Regions from separate parts of the Mus musculus genome. Here all the other regions are linked to region 3. Evidence: chromatin contacts called from public Hi-C data. All regions are on one chromosome and are shown on one strand. Each heading gives the region's core, a stretch centred on a gene start, on an enhancer-like site or on the middle of the called end of the contact. The rest is flanking DNA. Distances are from core to core; before and after follow the strand shown. Region 1 holds the start of Slc25a12 (solute carrier family 25 (mitochondrial carrier, Aralar), member 12). Region 2 holds the start of Dync1i2 (dynein cytoplasmic 1 intermediate chain 2). Region 3 holds the start of Mettl5 (methyltransferase like 5). Region 4 holds the start of Hat1 (histone aminotransferase 1).

Region 1 (4,370 bases), core at 1,040-3,539, 1.5 Mb after region 3:
GGTTTTTTTTTTTTTTTTGGTATTTTCGAGACAGGGTTTCTCTGTGTAGCCCTGGCTGTCCTGGAACTCACTCTGTATAGACCAGGCAGGCTTTGAACTCAGAAATCCGCCTGCCTCTGCCTCCCAAGTGCTGGGATTAAAGGCGTGTGTCACCACCGCCCGGCAAGACTTCCGTTTTTTTAACGTGTGTATGTTTATGCACCACATGCATGTGATGTGATGTCCTCAGAGGCTAGAAGTAGATGACAGATTCCCTGGAATTGGACTGCAGATGGCTGAGTGCTGCCATATGGGTGCTGGGAATCCAACCCAGGTCTTCTAGAACAGTGCTCTTAACTGCAGAGCCATCTCTCCCCACCCCTTTTTAAAAAATAATTTATTATTATAAGGAGCAGATGTGTGAGCACTGGTGCATATGCACAGATATATGAAAGTCAGAGGACAACTTTATATAGTTAGTTCTCTCCTTCGATATTTATATGGGTTCTGGGTAAAGCACCTTTATCCACTGAGTCATCTTACCAGCCTCCTTACAAAAGAATCTAAAGCAAACATGTTGTACCAACCCCTACCCCCATCCCCATCTATGGTTGCAATAAGTGGGAGGAGAAAGCGCAACTACAATAGTCATAAATTATCTGTGCAACAAATGTCATAGACATTTATGAGAAGGAAAATTTTATAAGTCATCCTAAGTCATGCAAACAAAAAGAGCAACTCCAGGAAAACCTCATATCAATCCCCAATAGAAAGAAAAATTTTCCAATCCGTTCTTACTAAGAGTACAAACGGCCGGGTATAGAGCCAATCGCAGCCCTCAGGAGGCAGAGGCAGGTAGATCCTCCGAGTTCCAGGACAGCCTGGTCTACAAAGCAAGTTCCAGGACAGCCAGAGCTACACAAGGAAAATCTGTCTCAAAAAAAAACCAAAACAAACCAAGTACAAAGGACATCCTCCACTCATGTTTGTGAGAAGAGCATTTCTCAAAGTTAGAGAGCTTAAAGAGGAATAACGATCATGTTCTTCCCATTCTTTCCCTGATGTAAAATTCTTTCACTTACCTGGAGGAATATGTTTCTCAGCTCATGAGGATCACCTCGTTTGGTTGTATGCACCTGAGGGGGGGGGGGGAATGACTGGTTAATGCTTAGCTAGAAACCACATAATCTCTTTAGATTATAGTTTACATCTGCTAACAACTCATTTATCTTTCATAAGGTCATTTAGTCTAAAAACAAACCCAAAGCTTAATTGCTGATAACACCTGTCAAACCGGAGATCTACGGCTAAGGGGTGGGAGAAAAGGGTGTGAATAGTGCAAGATAGAGCAAATTACAGACGGCACTTCCTGTGAACTGGAAAGGGAAACCAATGTAATCGTTTACTTTATTCCACAACTACTAGCAATACAGTAGCAACCACCAAGCTACAAATCCTGAGAGCCTCAAGAGAGGAGCAACAGGAGATGTAAAACAGCCAAATTAATAGCCGGGCCTAGCAGCCTTTCTTGTGGAAAGCAGAAACAGTACATCGTCATCTTGGCGACCCTTTCTCCATCTGACCTAAACCTTGAGAGCTGCCACAATACGGATACTTTCGACATCTGACAACCTGCCAGGCAAATGTCAACCAGTGCCCTGGGCTGTATTGTGGCCCCAAATGACAACACCCACCCCCTCCCCCACCGCGGATGCCCTGGGTATCCCCGGTTCTCCTGCCCGCTGACTCTCAGTCCCTCTCTGATGCTCTCCAACTCTGTGCTCGCAATCCCATGTACCTAGGACAAAACACTACTCTTTTCCTCCTCCCGACCATGGTCCTCAGGAGCCCCTCCAACTCACGATCCCTCCTCCTTCCCCTCCCCCAGCCGGGCATCCTCTTCGCTCCGGTCCAAGCCCAGCACAGCTCTCCACCCGCAATCTAGAGCCCCGGGACGCACTGGCTAAGAACCAGGCAAAGAAAGCAACGGAAAGAGGCGGGGGGCTGCACTCGGGGCCCTTGGAACGTCTCTTATGCAATAAAAGCAGCAGCAGAGAGTTGGAGTCACCTTGACCGCCATGCTGTGCTCGGAAGCCGGGAACGAGCGAGTGAGCGAGCTGGGCCGAGCTGTCAGGGCGCGCGCGCGCCACGGCCCGGGGCCGCGCCCGCGCTCCCTCCTGTCGCAGCGCCGCGCCCGTCTATATGCAAATGAGCTAGAGCGCGTCGGTGGTGCGCACCGAGTGGCCTTGGTTGATCCATCAGCGGGCCGGCGGGGCAGTCGCACCTCTTGCGGGGGACACCAGAGCTCCGGTCGCCGGATTCCAACGCGCAGTGTGAGCAGAGGCTCCTCTGGGCCAGCCCCAAGTCCCAAGGCCTGGCAGTGGGTGTGGCTTTGGGCACCGGCTTCAGCCAAAGTCGGTTCCCTCTTGGGGCTTAAAGGAACACTTGGGGCCTGTATTGAGCAAGGTTGGAAGCATATGAGAGCTTGTCCCATTAATAATGAGTTTATGACAACCAGTGACAAATATTGATAAGGAAAATGATTAGTTAGGTTTTTTAAAGGGAAAACCTAAGTAAACATAACTTCAGAAATATGCTCCTGAATTAACATTCCTTGGGATATCCCTAATGGTTTATTAATAGATTCGCTTCACTCTCTTAACCACCCAAATTCTTTGTACAATGTATATAGAAAACAACTTTATTTATCTTGGAGCTGGTACTTGCTATGCTGACTTTCTCTTCTACAGGAAACAATTCCTCTGTGAATTCCCAGCCCTGCCTTAAGCTAAATTAATGTCTCTAAAACTGAGGCTTGCCATTAAGATATGTGAGGGCCAGGCAAGTAGCTTAAGTTGCTGGAGTGCCTAACTAACATGCTGGAAGTCCCGGGTTCTATGCCCAGTAGCACATAAACTCTATCTTGGCGAAGTAGTATCCGACTGTAATCCCCAGGCTTGAGAAATGGAGGCAGGATAATCGGAATGTCATCCTCGGCTGCATAAGAGTTAGAGGCCAGCCTGGATGCATAAGACGCGTCTTCAAAGAAAAGAAAAACGAAAGGAATAGAGGAGAAGTAAGAAAGGGGAAGGGAGGGAGGCGGGGGGGGGGGGGTGTGTGGAGGGGGAAGAGGGGTGCGGATCCGAGGTGATAGCTCAGTCTGAGGCTCCTCAGAACTCATTAAAGGTAGAAAGATAATCAACACCTATTTTCCACATTTCATCTAAGCACTAAGGTGAATAAAATTAAAAATTGTTAAAAAAAAAAAAAGAAGGGGAGAAAAGATCCTATTAGTTCTCATATTGATATTCACCCAAATATTTACTAAAATCCTCCATGTGCTAGACATGGTCCTATTTGTAAAGTGTGGATATAAATACACATATATGCATATGAAGTATGTGTATAAGTAGTTATTTATTGCAAAGACCTTCTTTGCCACCATTATCATAGACCATTTTAAGTTATAAAACTAAATAGCAATCCTACATATTGTAGATATCATACCCTTGGCTCAATCATACTTAAATGTTGCAATATTTGATTATCCCTGGGTTATTACAAGAAAATTTGTAACAAGCTGATGATGTCTCCTGTAGTAGTATATTGCCTTTATTCCCACCCACCAGTTATAGGCTTCGTGTGCTCACTTTTCAATATCTTTGAGACCAGGCAAGGGGATAAGTCTTTTTAAAAGAAACATGGTTGACTTGTTTAAAACTGATCATTAGTGCACTCGACATGGGTTTTGTGAGAGGGAAGGAAGTGATGAGATTTCTTGTCATTATAGTATTAAAATTAAATCTACTTAATTCATAAAATCATATACATGCCATGAATACTTGTGTCTATCAATAAATATGTGCTATTTGAAAATATCAGAGCCCAGTAAAAGCCAGACATTTAGCGATTGTGTTTACCCAGGACCTCAACCATATTTGGTTTTTTTTTTTTTTTTTTTTTTTTGGTTATTGTTTAGTTGGTTGCCTTTTGTTTATTTGTTTTGAGACAGGGTTTCTCTGTGTAGCCCTGGCTGTCCTGGAACTTGCTCTGTGGGCCAGGGTACCCTCAAACTCACAGAGACCCACCTTGCCTCTCTATCCAGAGTGTTGGGATTAAGGGGAGCATAACTACATCCAACTACTATTTTCTTTCTTTCTTTCTTTTTAAGATTTTATTTATTTATTTTATGTATATGAGTAAAGTAGCTGTCTCCACACATACCAGATAAGGGGATTGGATCCCATTACAGATGGTTGTGAGCCATAATGTTGTTGCTAATTGAACTCAGGACCTCTGGAAGAGCAGTCAGTGCTCTTAGCCACTGAGCCATCTCTCCAGCCCTTATTTTCTTTCTTAAGTGAGACATGCTCCTTTAAATTAAAAAAGGG
Region 2 (4,057 bases), core at 452-2,951, 1.3 Mb after region 3:
CTCTGCCTCCCAAGTGCTGCGATCAAAGGTGTGTGCTACCACTGCCCAGCCATGATTGATTTCTAATCAACTTTCCAAAATCAAAGACTCGTACCTGGAAGCATCTCTTAATGAAAGTATTTTTTTTCTTACCTACCTATTTCTATGACTTAGTTACACAATCTCATCTTAACAGTTGATGGAACTGAGAACCCAGTGTTTCTCCGTTGAGAAGAGGAAAGTTTGTTTCAGCTCTGAGAGTGTGCAGCTCCATTCCTGGTACATGATGAATGGCTACTCATAACAATTTTCAAGTGACTAAACAAAAACTATTTGGAAAGAAGGAAACAAAGTCTGCATAACTAAACGCTCTTTGAAATTTTAAAGCTTCAAATTTGAGATCAATATTAAACTTAAACAATGTTCTTCCTGTCAGTTTTCTAGAAGATAAGAAAGTAATGCTTTGGTATTACCTTTAATATTTAGCAAATAACGCTTTAATACTTGGCAAATAATGCTTCAGATTATTCAAATAAATTCTTCAAGCCACATGCATCAGCCCATGCACTTCTGGTAAATTCTTATTTCAATTATTTTCTTTATATTAAAAATCTAACCAGATCCAATAGTATAAAATGCTTTCTTACCAAACACACTTTTTGGAGGAAACTATTCTGTTATAAAATACTAGAAATTATTTTTATGCTAATTATTTTTTTGTTTTGTTTTGTTTTGTTTTGTTTTTAGAGACAGGGTTTCTCTGTATAGCCCTGGTTGTCCTGGAACTCACTTTGTAGACCAGGCTGGCCTTGAACTAAGAAATCCGCCTGCCTCTGCCACTGTCTCCGGAGTGCTGGGATTAAAGGCGTGCGCCACCATGCCCTGCTTAAATTAATATATTTTTATTTAAAGATTTATTTATTTTATTTATACAAGAACACTGTAGCTATCTTCAGACACACCAGAAGAGGGCATCAGATCTCATTACAGATGGTTGTGAGTCACCAATGTGGTCGCTGGGAATTGAACTCAGGACCTCTGGAAGAGCAGCCAGTGCTCTTAACAGTTGAGCCATCTCTCCAGCCCCAATATATGTTTATTTTTGATCTTGTGTCACATGCTACAAGAATCCTCAATAATCCATGGCCCCTGCAAATCAATCTACGAGCACATGCCTATAAATAAACTTCTTAAAATGCCCTTTTCTCAGGTTCATTATGGAAAAACAGGACTTAAGATTTTGTTAATGTTGGGCCACAGACCTTAAGCAGCACATGCTGCATTGTAATCATTGTTCCACGGAAGAAAACACCTTCAATACAAACTCTGGAATGTTCTCATTAGCATTTTAAGGGCAGAAAGATGGCCTTGGTGCTGGGGACAGGAAAGCTAAGACTGACTACATATCCCAGCATTCCTTGCCTCTAGTGGGACCACAACTCCCACAGAGCTTCGCTCGCCCAGGCAGGGCGCCTGGTTGCCGGGACTTGAAGTTCTCTGGAGGTATTGAGGGCTCCGCCCCAGGATGTGAGGTGTGGTTGTCCAGCTTTTGCCAAAGCGGAAACGCTTCGGGCCCCGGGCCGGTGTATCTGTTTCAACCGGGAGATTCTGTTTTACAAAAGGTAAGTCACGGAGAGGCCGCCCCTCTGCGCTGGGCGGCAAAGACTCTGATTCTGTGTGAGACCGCGTCTCGGCGCAGCCATTTGTCCCTCGGCTCTCGCCGTAGCGGCCGCCGCCCATCCCTCTTTGTGTGCTTGGGACGCCGCGGATCTGCGGCGGCGACAGTTGGAGAGGGACGTTCCCGGGAAGTTACCGGCCAGAGAAAGCGATCTCCACTCCGCCACCTGACAGGTCGGTCGGCCGCGCTTCCTTCAAGTCCCTTTTGCCTCTGATGGCCGCTTTGGAGCTCGTAGGGCCGCCCGGCCGATATTCTGACAGCGCCGGCCCGGGTGACTCAAAGCGGCCTGGGGAGGCCACCAGGGCCCTTGGCAACCCTTCGGGACCCTCCGCAGGCGGCCTGGACCCTCGGGATTTGTCCTGCACCCGTCTGGTGGACCTCGGACACACCCCAGCCCGGACCGCACCCTCTTGGCCTTAAGCCTAGGGAGAAAGTAATTCCTTAAGCTTTGCTTGGTTTTTATTAATAAAGATCACTACTACTTGGGTCAGTAGCAATGACCAGGCACCTAGCGTGTGTGTTGGAGGTCTCTGAACACTGTGATTGTAAACATCATTCTAGACACTTTCCTTTTTCCGGAGTTTTAAGAAAATGAACCTGTCAGTCACGGAGCAGAGGCCCTGACCTGTCTGATAATGAGGGAGCTAACTGATCGCCCGTGCTTCAGCGGGACAAAATAGTTAGAGTTGAAGGAAGAAGTATTTCTTCAAACTAGATTCCAGGCAGTATTGGTATATTGTTGACAATTGGTCCTAAACAGAAAATAATATGTATTATTTATCATACATAATACAAAAAAAAATCATACAGAGTGATGTGTATGGAAACTTTCTTCAACAGCCCTTACAGTATGAAGCTTTTTAGAGACCTGAAAAGAGTGGGTGAAGAAACACGAGCTTTGCTTTGCGAGTTTGTTCAAATGACTTGGTTGGGAGTATATATAAGAGTGTATATTCTAGCTGCATATGTATCAAAAGATGGCCTAGTCGGCCATCACTGGAAAGAGAGGCCCATTGGATACGCAAACATTGTATGCCCCAGTACAGGGGAACGCCAGGGCCAAAAAGGGGGAGTGGGTGGGTAGGGGAGTGGGGGTGGGTGGGTATGGGGGACTTTTGGTATAGCATTGGAAATGTAAATGAGCTAAATACCTAATAAAAAATGGAAAAAAAAGTGTATATTAAAGGGATTTCCTGTTACTTGCTCACTAGTTTTTGCCCACTGTCCTGTCTTTCTGAAGTACGCTACCAAGAATTCTCCCTTTTTCATTTACATAGAAGAATGTTTTTCATTTTCATAGATGAATTTTTCCTCCTTACCAAATTTGCCCTTAATCCAACTTTATTGTGATCCTAAGAGATTCCTAGACTTTTCAAGAGGTTATTAACCCAGTTTCCTTAATCAAAAGCATTTAATCCTGCAGTTGTATGGAGAGAGACACTGACAAAGGTTGAACCAGTAATGTAGAGAAGGTAACAAGGTCCTGGCTCCTACCTTACATTGAGTCCCTAGGTTACCTTTCCAGTTCAGAAAGCTCCTCGTTCCTCCCTCCCTCCTGCATAACAGTCAGTATGAGGACACGCTTGTGTTCGTAATCCCATCTACTTTGCAGATGGATCGTTTAGCAGCTGTGAGCTCAGTGTTAAGGTTGCTATGCTGTGAAGGTAACAAAAACCATAAAAACACAGCCCCCAACTCATCCAGATGACTATCTACCATGGAACATTTCAGGCCCATATAGATAATCATAAGAATGCCACAAGAAGGTGTTAGGTGGAAATATACTGTTTGATTGATTGTCATGGAACATCTATAGAATTTAAAAGAATTTTTAGGAACTTCCTGTTTAGCTATTCAGTGTTTTATTAAGTTTCTGGGAACAAAACACAGACATCTCTGGTAATAGTTTTGGTTTCATAGCTGAAGACATAAGCATTCTTTAAAAGCCTGTCTTGCCCTGTATGGCCCAGGCTGCCTGGAACTCAGAATCTTTGTGCCTCCCTCCTAGAGAGCCCAGATTACAGGTGTGAACTATCATACTCGTCTAGAACTTAAAACCAACAGTGTCGTTTGTTTTAAGCATTAGTTATGACTTTTATTATCTAGTACTCAAATACAGAGACATCAGAAAACATGGAATCTGGGTGTGCTGGCTAACTCTGGCACACCAGAGTCTGAGATAGGAGAATCGCCATGAGGACATCCTGGGCTACATTATGATTTCAAGGCCAACCTGGCTACAGTGACACATTGTTAAATTTGGGCTTAGGAACATGAAAACATCTATGTACTAGCTGTTGTGCTCAAGTTCTAGGAAATATTTCTTCATACATTTGTGTATAATTTTTCTTACATTTTAACAGTATGCATATATGGTTTTTGCTATTTTAAAAGTAGAAC
Region 3 (4,034 bases), core at 730-3,229:
AGTGCTGGGATTAAAGGTGTGCGCCACCACACCCGGTTAATAAATCTCATTTTTAAACCAACTCTGGGATAGTTAATTACTGTTGCAGGTACTTTGAAACTCATGTCGTGCACATTAGAAACTAGGTATGAAAGAACTGATTATGTATGTATGTATTTGTTTGCTTGTTTATTTTGAGACAGTGTCTGGTTATATAACCCTAGTTGGCCTGGCTATATGGTCCAGGCTGGTCTTGAATTCACAATGATCTACCTGCCTCTGCCTCCCAAGTGCAGGAATTAAAGGAATGTTCCAGCATACCTGGCCTCTACTTTTAATCTTTTAAAAATTAGGTTTTGGGGCCGGAGAGATGGCTCAGTGGTTAAGAGCACTGACTGCTCTTAAGGTCCTGAGTTCAATTCCCAGAAACCACATGGTGGCTCACAACCATCCATAACGAGATCTGGCGCCCTCTTCTGGAGTGTCTGAAGACAGCTACAGCATACTTACATACAATAAATAAATAAATCTTTAAAAGAAAATTAGGTTTCATTACAAACCTTACAACCAGAAGCTGTAAAAAGTCACAATGAGAAAACCAGGGACTTGTGTGGTAGTAGCTGGCTCAGTGTGTACTGTACTTACCCAGAAAGCATTAGAACCTGAGCTCATATACCCAGCAGCCATGTAAAAGGTCAGGTGTTCATGATTATAAACCCAGTGCTAGGAACACAGGACAGAAGGATCTCTGAGGCTTGCTGGTCAGCCAGTTTAGGTGAATGGGTAAGCTCTAAATACAGTAAGACCCTGGCTCAAACGTATGGAGAGCAACTGAGAAAAACACCCTATGTTGACCTCTACCCTCCATACACACAAGACACACGAACATACACACGCTAAATACATAGCAGACTAGTCTTAATCTGAACACAGTTCATTGCAAATCTGATTGGTGATATGACACTATTTTAGAATGAAAACCCATGGAGATTACATTGGCAGCTTACACACAGCCATTTTGGAACTGAAAGAGATTCCCTCTTGCAGGTACTCCCAACCAAAAGAACTTTACCAAGTCTTCCCTGCTACTCTGCTAAGGGTGTTACATATGAATGGATTCTGCTCTATTCTCTCCTACATTCTCAGTATCAATCTCTGGCACCAAGCAAGAGGTCATTTGTGAAGAAACGCTTCCTCAACTGTCCACAACCTGAAACTCGATTTCTAGTATTTGTCTCTAGGGCAGAAATACGTAACACGGGAAATACATGTCCTTGACTTCAGTACGAAGTTATCTGTATTAAGCAAATGTTTAATGAGCTCCTAACTAGTACATGACTCTCTAGACACCGAAAAGACTAACAAATTCCTTGCTCCTGAGAATTTACAGTGTGTTGAGAGAAACAAACAAACAAACAAACAAACAAGCTGTCTGATAATGCTAATGGACACTCAGAAAAAACAGTAAAATGAGTGGTTGGGTTCGGAGTGTCTACGCTGCAGTGTCAGAAAACTACTTTGTCTAAAGGTATGGTATGTCTCCAGAACTTCCTTATATCCAAATCGCTACTTATTTTCATCATGAACTGGACAGGATCAAGCCCCAAGAGGGCACGATGAACCAGCCGCCCTACCTGCAATGTGCGGCCTGGTGGGATACTGTTCTAGAAGTAACTTGGGCTTTTCGAATCCATCCACTTCTTGCAGGCGACTCTCTAGTTCCTTAAGCTTTAACTTCTTCATCGTTTTCTCTGTATTTTAAAGTTTGGGCTCCTGGGGCTTCACAGCACGGGAGCTGCAGGGAAGTCTACCTAACCCGAAACTCCCCAGCGGTGCAGGGTGGGGGTGGGGTGGAGGGTCGGGGACAGACTATTTAGGACTCAGCGAGGGGATCCCACGAGCCTCGCGGGGATCGCCGCCCGTGGAACCCAGACGCTCCAGGAAAGCACTCGTATGCCTCTAGCTGGTCCTCGCGGTCCCTCCCCGCAGTGCCGGAAGTACCGACACGCATGCACGCCCTCTGCCGGGCGCCGAGCTGCAACCTCTGCCGGGCTCCCTGGTTCCGACGAGGACCAGAGTGGTTTTTTTGGTCCGCGTGGGCGCCATCGGAAGAAGCGGTCTTCATCGGCGATCACAAACCAGCCTCCACCAAGCCCGGGAACGCCAGCTTTGTCTTGAGTATCTATAGACCTGCAAGGGATGGGGAGAGAGTTGAAGGCAATATGGGACACCAGGCCCGTGTCCACCCACGCCTCAGAAAGTAGCGGTCTACACCCACCTCTGCGTCCTTCTCCAGTCGAATGCTCGGCTTTAATCTTCCCGTCCTCGTTTTCTGAGGCTTCGAGTTTCTTAGCACTTACGGATGTCAGTGAAGCAAGAAGAAACGTCAAAAGAGATTTGAAAAGAAAGAATATTGCCGGCATGGGTAGTGTACATTTTAGTTCCTCATTCAGGAGGATCTCTGTGAGTTTGAGGATGGCCTGGTTTACAAAGTGAGTTCCAGACCAGCCAGGGCTACACAATGAACAGAGAATATGGTTGTGGTGTCAAACGTAGGAAACACTATGAAACTTGTTATTCTGAAAACAGAAGTTGTGGATTGTGGGGAAAAAATGGAAGTAGGCACATAGCAGCAAATTTTAAAAATAATTATAATTATGAAAAGAAGACTTAAGGTGACCAATGCCTAGTAAGCTCGAATGACTTTATTATTGCCATTAATAGTCGTATTTTATTTGAGCCCAGGGCTTTGTGCATGCCTGGCAAGCGACTACTGAACTGCATTCCTAATACCATTGCCACCATCACCATCATCAAGATATAAAGAGACAAGAGCATGTCTAATAATAAAATGTAGAGAATAGAAAGTGTTTAAAACACAGGAGTGGAGGTGATGGTGACTTAACACTTATAAGATATGCTGAAGAGACAATGACAGGTGAATCTCTGTGAGTTCCAAAGCCAGTCTAGTTCATGTAGAGAGTTCTAGACCAGTCAAGACTACATAGACCCTATCTCCCTGTCTTAAAAAAAAAAAAAAAAAAAAAAAAGCAGGCAAGATACAAGATACCCTGAAACCCACAAAGGAGAGAACTGATTCCTGAAGTTTATCTTCCAACCTTCCCCACACAGAAAATAATAAATCAAATAAAAATTTAAAATAAGAAAAAAGTATGTTCTTTTAAAACAAAGAAAAGGTCTTGGCCAGGCCATTAAGATCACGCTGTTCTTCCAGAGGACCTGTCTTCAGTCCATAAGGATGGCTAACAACCATCTCTAACTGCAGTTGTAGGGGATCTGATGTCCTCCTCTGGCCTCTGAAGGCACTGCATGCGTGCGGTGCACAAGCATACATGCAGGCAAACCACAGATACACATTTTAAAAATTCTTAAAGACAAAGAAAATATTGGATGCATTTACAATCTTGTTTGTTTGTTTGTTTGCGTGTTTATATTGAGACAAGGCTTTGCTACAAGTCCATAGCTAGGATGGCCCCAAACTCACAGAGAACTGCCTGCCTCTGCGTCAGTGCTGGGATTAAAGGTATCTACCACCATTCAGGGCACAGCTCCCCAATCTTGAGGGGTCAGGATCCAGTACTTAAATACAAGATTGCCCTCAATAGGATGATTTCTCTTTTTATTATTTTTAAAGGAGTAGAGAGCTGATGAAGTTGAGAATGTATCTAAGATTATTTTCTATGAAAAGTACATTTCACAGTTACCAGAATGAAATGAGTTACTATATATAAAATCTTTAGCACATTGAGCTAGTACATTAAGCTCTTTTTCTTGTACCAAATGTCTTGCTAATATTAGTTGGTGATGTGTTATCTGTTGGTAAGAAAGGATGGATGGATGAAACTAGTTAGGTCCCTCTCCTCTTTCCCTCTCCCTCTCCCTCTCCCTCTCCCTCTCCCTCCCCCTCTCCCTCTCTGCCCCCTCTCTCTGCCCCCTCTCTCTCCCCCCTCTCTCCCCCCTGTCTCCCCCTCTCCCCAAAAAACAAAAACAAAAAAGAATTTTATGTGTATAGGTGTTTAGCCTGTGTTATGTCT
Region 4 (4,386 bases), core at 564-3,063, 1.5 Mb after region 3:
CATATATGACCCACACAAACCTATATTAGTGTGAGCATGTTTGCTGGGGATTGCCTTGATCATCTTAATTGATGGGAGAAGACTCACTTTAAGTGTGAGCAGCACCTTCTGGTAATGGCCCAGGTAAAAGGCAGAAAGAAAGCTTTGCTAACTTGCCTCCTTAACCTTCATTCTCACTGGAGAGTTCATTGACCTTTTTGGTGTGTAAGGGTCCATGATTTGCTGAAGGATGTCACCCTGGACTCCAATAGTATGTAACCACAAAGAGTGTTGAATTCTGCAGAAGTCTAGCAAGCTGGGTCTCCCATGACCCAGGTAGAGAGACACCCAAGTGAGCTCAGAGGCCTGATTTAAAGCACATTAGGGAGTTCTGGGGTAGGTGACCTCTATGATAATCTGTTGGGTCCATCTCTACTGACATTCCATTGCCGGGGTAGAGAGGCTGTAAACTTGTTGGGGGAGGCCTGGAAACTGCTGCTGACCCATTGTCCTTGCCTCGGGCCAGACAGGTGGCCAGACAGGTGGCGGGCCGGCTTCGGAGGCCTGGACTTGCCTGGACTTGCCCAGGTCTTGGTAAGAGATTTAGGCCTAACCTCCTTAACTGCCAATTTGAAGCCTGTCATGGAGTCAGCCTAGCCTTCTCAAGCGCTGGTATTAGAACCTTGCTAGGCAGAGACCCAACAGTTCTCCAGGAGTCCCTCAGGTCTTCACAGGCAGATTGGGCTGAGGCTCCTAGCTTTGAGGACTGACCACCAGGTTTTCAGCATTTGCTGTGAGACAACCACTGTCTGGCCTCTCCAAGTGTACCACATAAGCCAAGGTGGTAAGTCATCTTTTAATATATGTTCATTCCATTGGTTCCTTCTTTTCTAGAGAGACCCGATATACCAAAGATCAACTTTCCATACGGCATGCATCATTTTAAAGCGTATCAGCAAATGTGTTGACACCAGGGAGTCTGGTATTTGAATACCATCGTAGAGGTAAATAGCAAATTATCCTCTGGGAGAAAAAAAAAAATCCAAAAGCAACTAAATAATAAGGCCCATGATTAAAAATGGGTAGTATCCTATGATTAGTTCAAGCCACTAGGACCTCATACAAGTCCAACTAAATCAAGCCACTTGAGGTAGTGTTAGTAACCACTTTTAGTGAGCTAAATGGTTGTCCAGAAAACTTAAGAGCAAAAGCAGGTATATTTCTAAATTTTACTTTTAATAGTTGTGCACGCTAGCATGTAATCAGAGCACAGCTTTCGGGAGTCTTCCATTTTGGGTCCCTGAGTTCTTTAATATGGCACTATTTTTCAATTTGGGAGCACAAAGAAAGTCTATAATGGGTTAGTGGCAGAGCCTTATGTCTACCATAAGTATGACTCTGAATTGGTCACCCAGCTCCAAAATACGAATAAAATTCAGAGGAACCTTTTAAAATGGGTTATGGCAAAGTTGAATCAAAAAGTTTAAAAACTTCGAAATGAAACCCCCACAGAAAAACTTGCGTTCGGGCCAAAAGATGGGAAGGACAATCGCCTTAAGCTGTTTGAGAATTCACATTAATTTCTAAGCAAGTCTCTAGTGGCCAGCAAGCCGCACAGGCTGGGACGCCGAAGACATGGGGTGAGGGCATCCTCACGTGCGGTGGCTAGGCAACCGCGGGCGCCTTCTCACGGTGCTAGCCCCGCCTCCTGAGGCACTTCCGCCGCCGCGCGCCTGGACCTTCTCCCTCTCATTGGTTCGTGGCTCGCCGAGGATGGGCGGGGGAAACGCGTAAGTCCTTGCGGTCACTTCCGGCCCGGGAGCGCGCGGGTTGATTTGTCCTTCCTCAGCTGCGGGCGCTCGGAGCTCGGAAATGGCGGGTAAGTTCCCGGGAAAAGTTTAGCAAGGGGAGGAGGCGGGTGCTTCTGGGGAAGAACGTTGAGGCGGCCGTGACAGTGGCCGCCTGGAACTTTCGGGCTCTAGCAGAGGTTCCAGAAGGCCTCTCCCTTCCGCGAGGCACTGAGGGTCGGGGACTGGCTCCCGGTGGGCCGCGCTCGGCGCCACCGCCCCCGGTGCTGACGCTCGGCGCCTCCCGTGGGCCTCCCGGGCCTTGAGCTCAGGCAAGGCGCTCAGTTTGGTCTGGTGGAGCGCGGTCTGCCTCGGAGCCTTTCACCCCCTCGTTCCCCTTTGCTCACTGTCGCCCTAATGTAACCCATTAGGTCCAGTTCCCGCCAGCTGATCCTCTCCAGGGCCCTGCCCACCTCCCTCCCAGCCAACTTCTGAGCGAGCGCGGTGCTGCTGCCCTGCCCTGGTTCAGGGCACACTCAGGGTCTCATAACCCTTCAGGATTCCTGAGATCATTGTTTTTTTAGATGTCCTTTGAGAAAGTCGTTTTTACACTGCCCAACTTGTCACTTAGAATGGAACTTCTGTGCTGTGTGTAGTAGAATCCTCTTGCTGTGCTTTATTCGTTTCTAGCCTTGGAGAAATTTCTGGTGGAGTATAAGAGTGCCGTGGAGAAGAAACTAGCAGAGTACAAGTGTAACACCAACACAGCAATCGAGCTGAAACTAGGTGCGTATTTCCTTTCAGAGGAGTTCTGTGTGTGCAGCCCTGTATTTAACAGAGCCTTTAAAATAGGAAACACAGCTTGAGGTTAAGACGATTACGTAACAGGTACTTTCTGCGTTGACTGGACATGGAGATTTTAGGCAGTTCTCTAAGTTCATGCGGTAGAAGGGGTAGGGGAAAGATAGTGATAAGAAAGTGAAAGATAGTGTGGCAGAAAGTATATGTGATCTCATCTTAAAAATTGCAAATACACCAGGCAGTGGTGCCGCATGCCTTTAATCCCAGCACTTGGGAGGCAGAGGCAGGCGGATTTCTGAGTTCGAGGCCAGCCTTGGTCTACAGAGTGAGTTCTAGGACAGCCAGAGCTATACAGAGAAACCCTGTCTCGGGGGAAAAAATTGCAAATGGGGGATGGAGAGATGGCTCAGCTGTTAAGATCATTGACTGTTTTTCCAGAGGTCCTGAGTTCAAATCCCAGCAACCACATGGTGGCTTACAACCATCTGTAATGAGATCTGATGCTCTCTTCTGGTGCTCGTACTTACATATAATCATTCAATCAATCAATCTTCAGGCCCCAGGGAGCAGGACTGGTAAGAGCACTGACTGTTCTTCCGGAGGTCTTGAGTTCAAATCCTAGAAACTACATGGTGACTCACAAACATCTATGATGAGATCGGATGCCCTCTTCTGGTGTGTCTGAAGACAGCTACAGTGTACTTAGATATAATAAATAAATCTTTTTAAAAAAAATTGCAAATATGATAATAACAGCTGTTGGTTAGGATGTGGAAATTCATGGGTTGCTGGTATTATATCTAAAATGATATAACAACTTTGGTTTGGAAAAAAAATTTAAATGTATTTTATGTTCATAAGTGCTTTCTCTATCTTCATGAATACCAGAAGAGGACATCAGATTCCCACCATGTGTTTGCTGGGAATTGAACTCAGGACCTCTGGAAGAGACCAGTGCTCTTTTTTTTTTTTTTTTAAAGATTTATTTATTTATTATATGTAAGTACACTGTAGCTGTCTTCAGACACTCCAGAAGAGGGCGTCAGATCTTGTTACAGATGGTTGTGAGTCACCATGTGGTTGCTGGGATTTGAACTCCGGACCTTCGGAAGAGCAGTCGGGTGCTCTTATCAACTGAGCCATCTCACCAGCCCTAGTTTAAAAAAAAAAACAAACATAAATTAGCTACGTGAGCCAGCCCTTTTATTAGGTGTCTGTTCAAGGGAAGTGAAGATGTTCATTTATACATGAATACTTAAAAGTGAGTTATTTACAATAGCCAAAAAGTGTAAACAACTCATAAAGCAGTTGGTAAACAGATAAAGTATGCCATAGTTATTCAGTGGAATATTGTCTGACAATAGAAGTTCTGATACCTGTCACACAATGTGGAGAAATCTGAAAAACATGCTAAGTAAAAGAAGGCAGGCAAAACCAGTATAGTGTGTCCATTTGTTTAAAATGTTCAGAAAGGACATCTGCAAAGACAGACGGTAGAGAATCATTACCCCAGGCTAAATGTAGGCTCCTGACTGTCCTGGAACTTACTCTGTAAACCAGGCTGGTCTTGTATTTCCCTTAGTGATGGACCTGAAATCATAAGCCATTTAAATCCTTGACAGAGTTGCTTTTAGTCAGTGTTTTATCACAGCGCCAGAAATGAAACTAGAACCAATGCAACTAATCCAGTGATTGTGACAAGAGGTCATAGTTTACTGAACCTTCACTCCACAGACTCCTAATCAAGATGGTATTTTCTGTACTTACATATGTTATTTTTCTAAAACTGGCATTCTGTTATATAATGTGCTTTCTCTGC

The links. Hi-C and Micro-C count contacts between places; a contact is called where the count stands out from the background.
Region 1: a Hi-C map of B cells shows a contact between it and region 3, with 6 read pairs. The contact joins the promoter of Slc25a12 here to the promoter of Mettl5 in region 3. A contact is called at or near these places in 2 of 39 promoter capture datasets (the C10 cell line and liver) and 1 of 484 Hi-C or Micro-C datasets (B cells).
Region 2: a contact with region 3 is called in a Hi-C map of B cells, with 6 read pairs. The contact joins the promoter of Dync1i2 here to the promoter of Mettl5 in region 3. A contact is called at or near these places in 1 of 39 promoter capture datasets (pre-B cells) and 1 of 484 Hi-C or Micro-C datasets (B cells).
Region 4: a contact with region 3 is called in a Hi-C map of B cells, with 8 read pairs. The contact joins the promoter of Hat1 here to the promoter of Mettl5 in region 3. A contact is called at or near these places in 2 of 39 promoter capture datasets (liver and pre-B cells), 1 of 484 Hi-C or Micro-C datasets (B cells) and 2 of 115 datasets of contacts at active chromatin or transcription factors (both in embryonic stem cells).

The regions. Positions count from the first base shown.
Region 1 is chr2:71,365,466-71,369,835 of GRCm38.p6, forward strand. Slc25a12 (solute carrier family 25 (mitochondrial carrier, Aralar), member 12) reads right to left here and starts at 2,290. Exons shown (of 18, transcript NM_172436.4): 1 at 2,048-2,290; 2 at 1,062-1,115. The coding sequence starts at 2,059.
Region 2 is chr2:71,210,245-71,214,301 of GRCm38.p6, forward strand. Dync1i2 (dynein cytoplasmic 1 intermediate chain 2) reads left to right here and starts at 1,702. Exons shown (of 16, transcript NM_010064.4): 1 at 1,702-1,830.
Region 3 is chr2:69,883,636-69,887,669 of GRCm38.p6, forward strand. It overlaps Mettl5 (methyltransferase like 5), which reads right to left and starts at 1,980. Exons shown (of 7, transcript NM_029280.4): 1 at 1,614-1,980. The coding sequence starts at 1,722.
Region 4 is chr2:71,387,447-71,391,832 of GRCm38.p6, forward strand. It overlaps Hat1 (histone aminotransferase 1), which reads left to right and starts at 1,814. Exons shown (of 11, transcript NM_026115.4): 1 at 1,814-1,858; 2 at 2,457-2,552. The coding sequence starts at 1,852.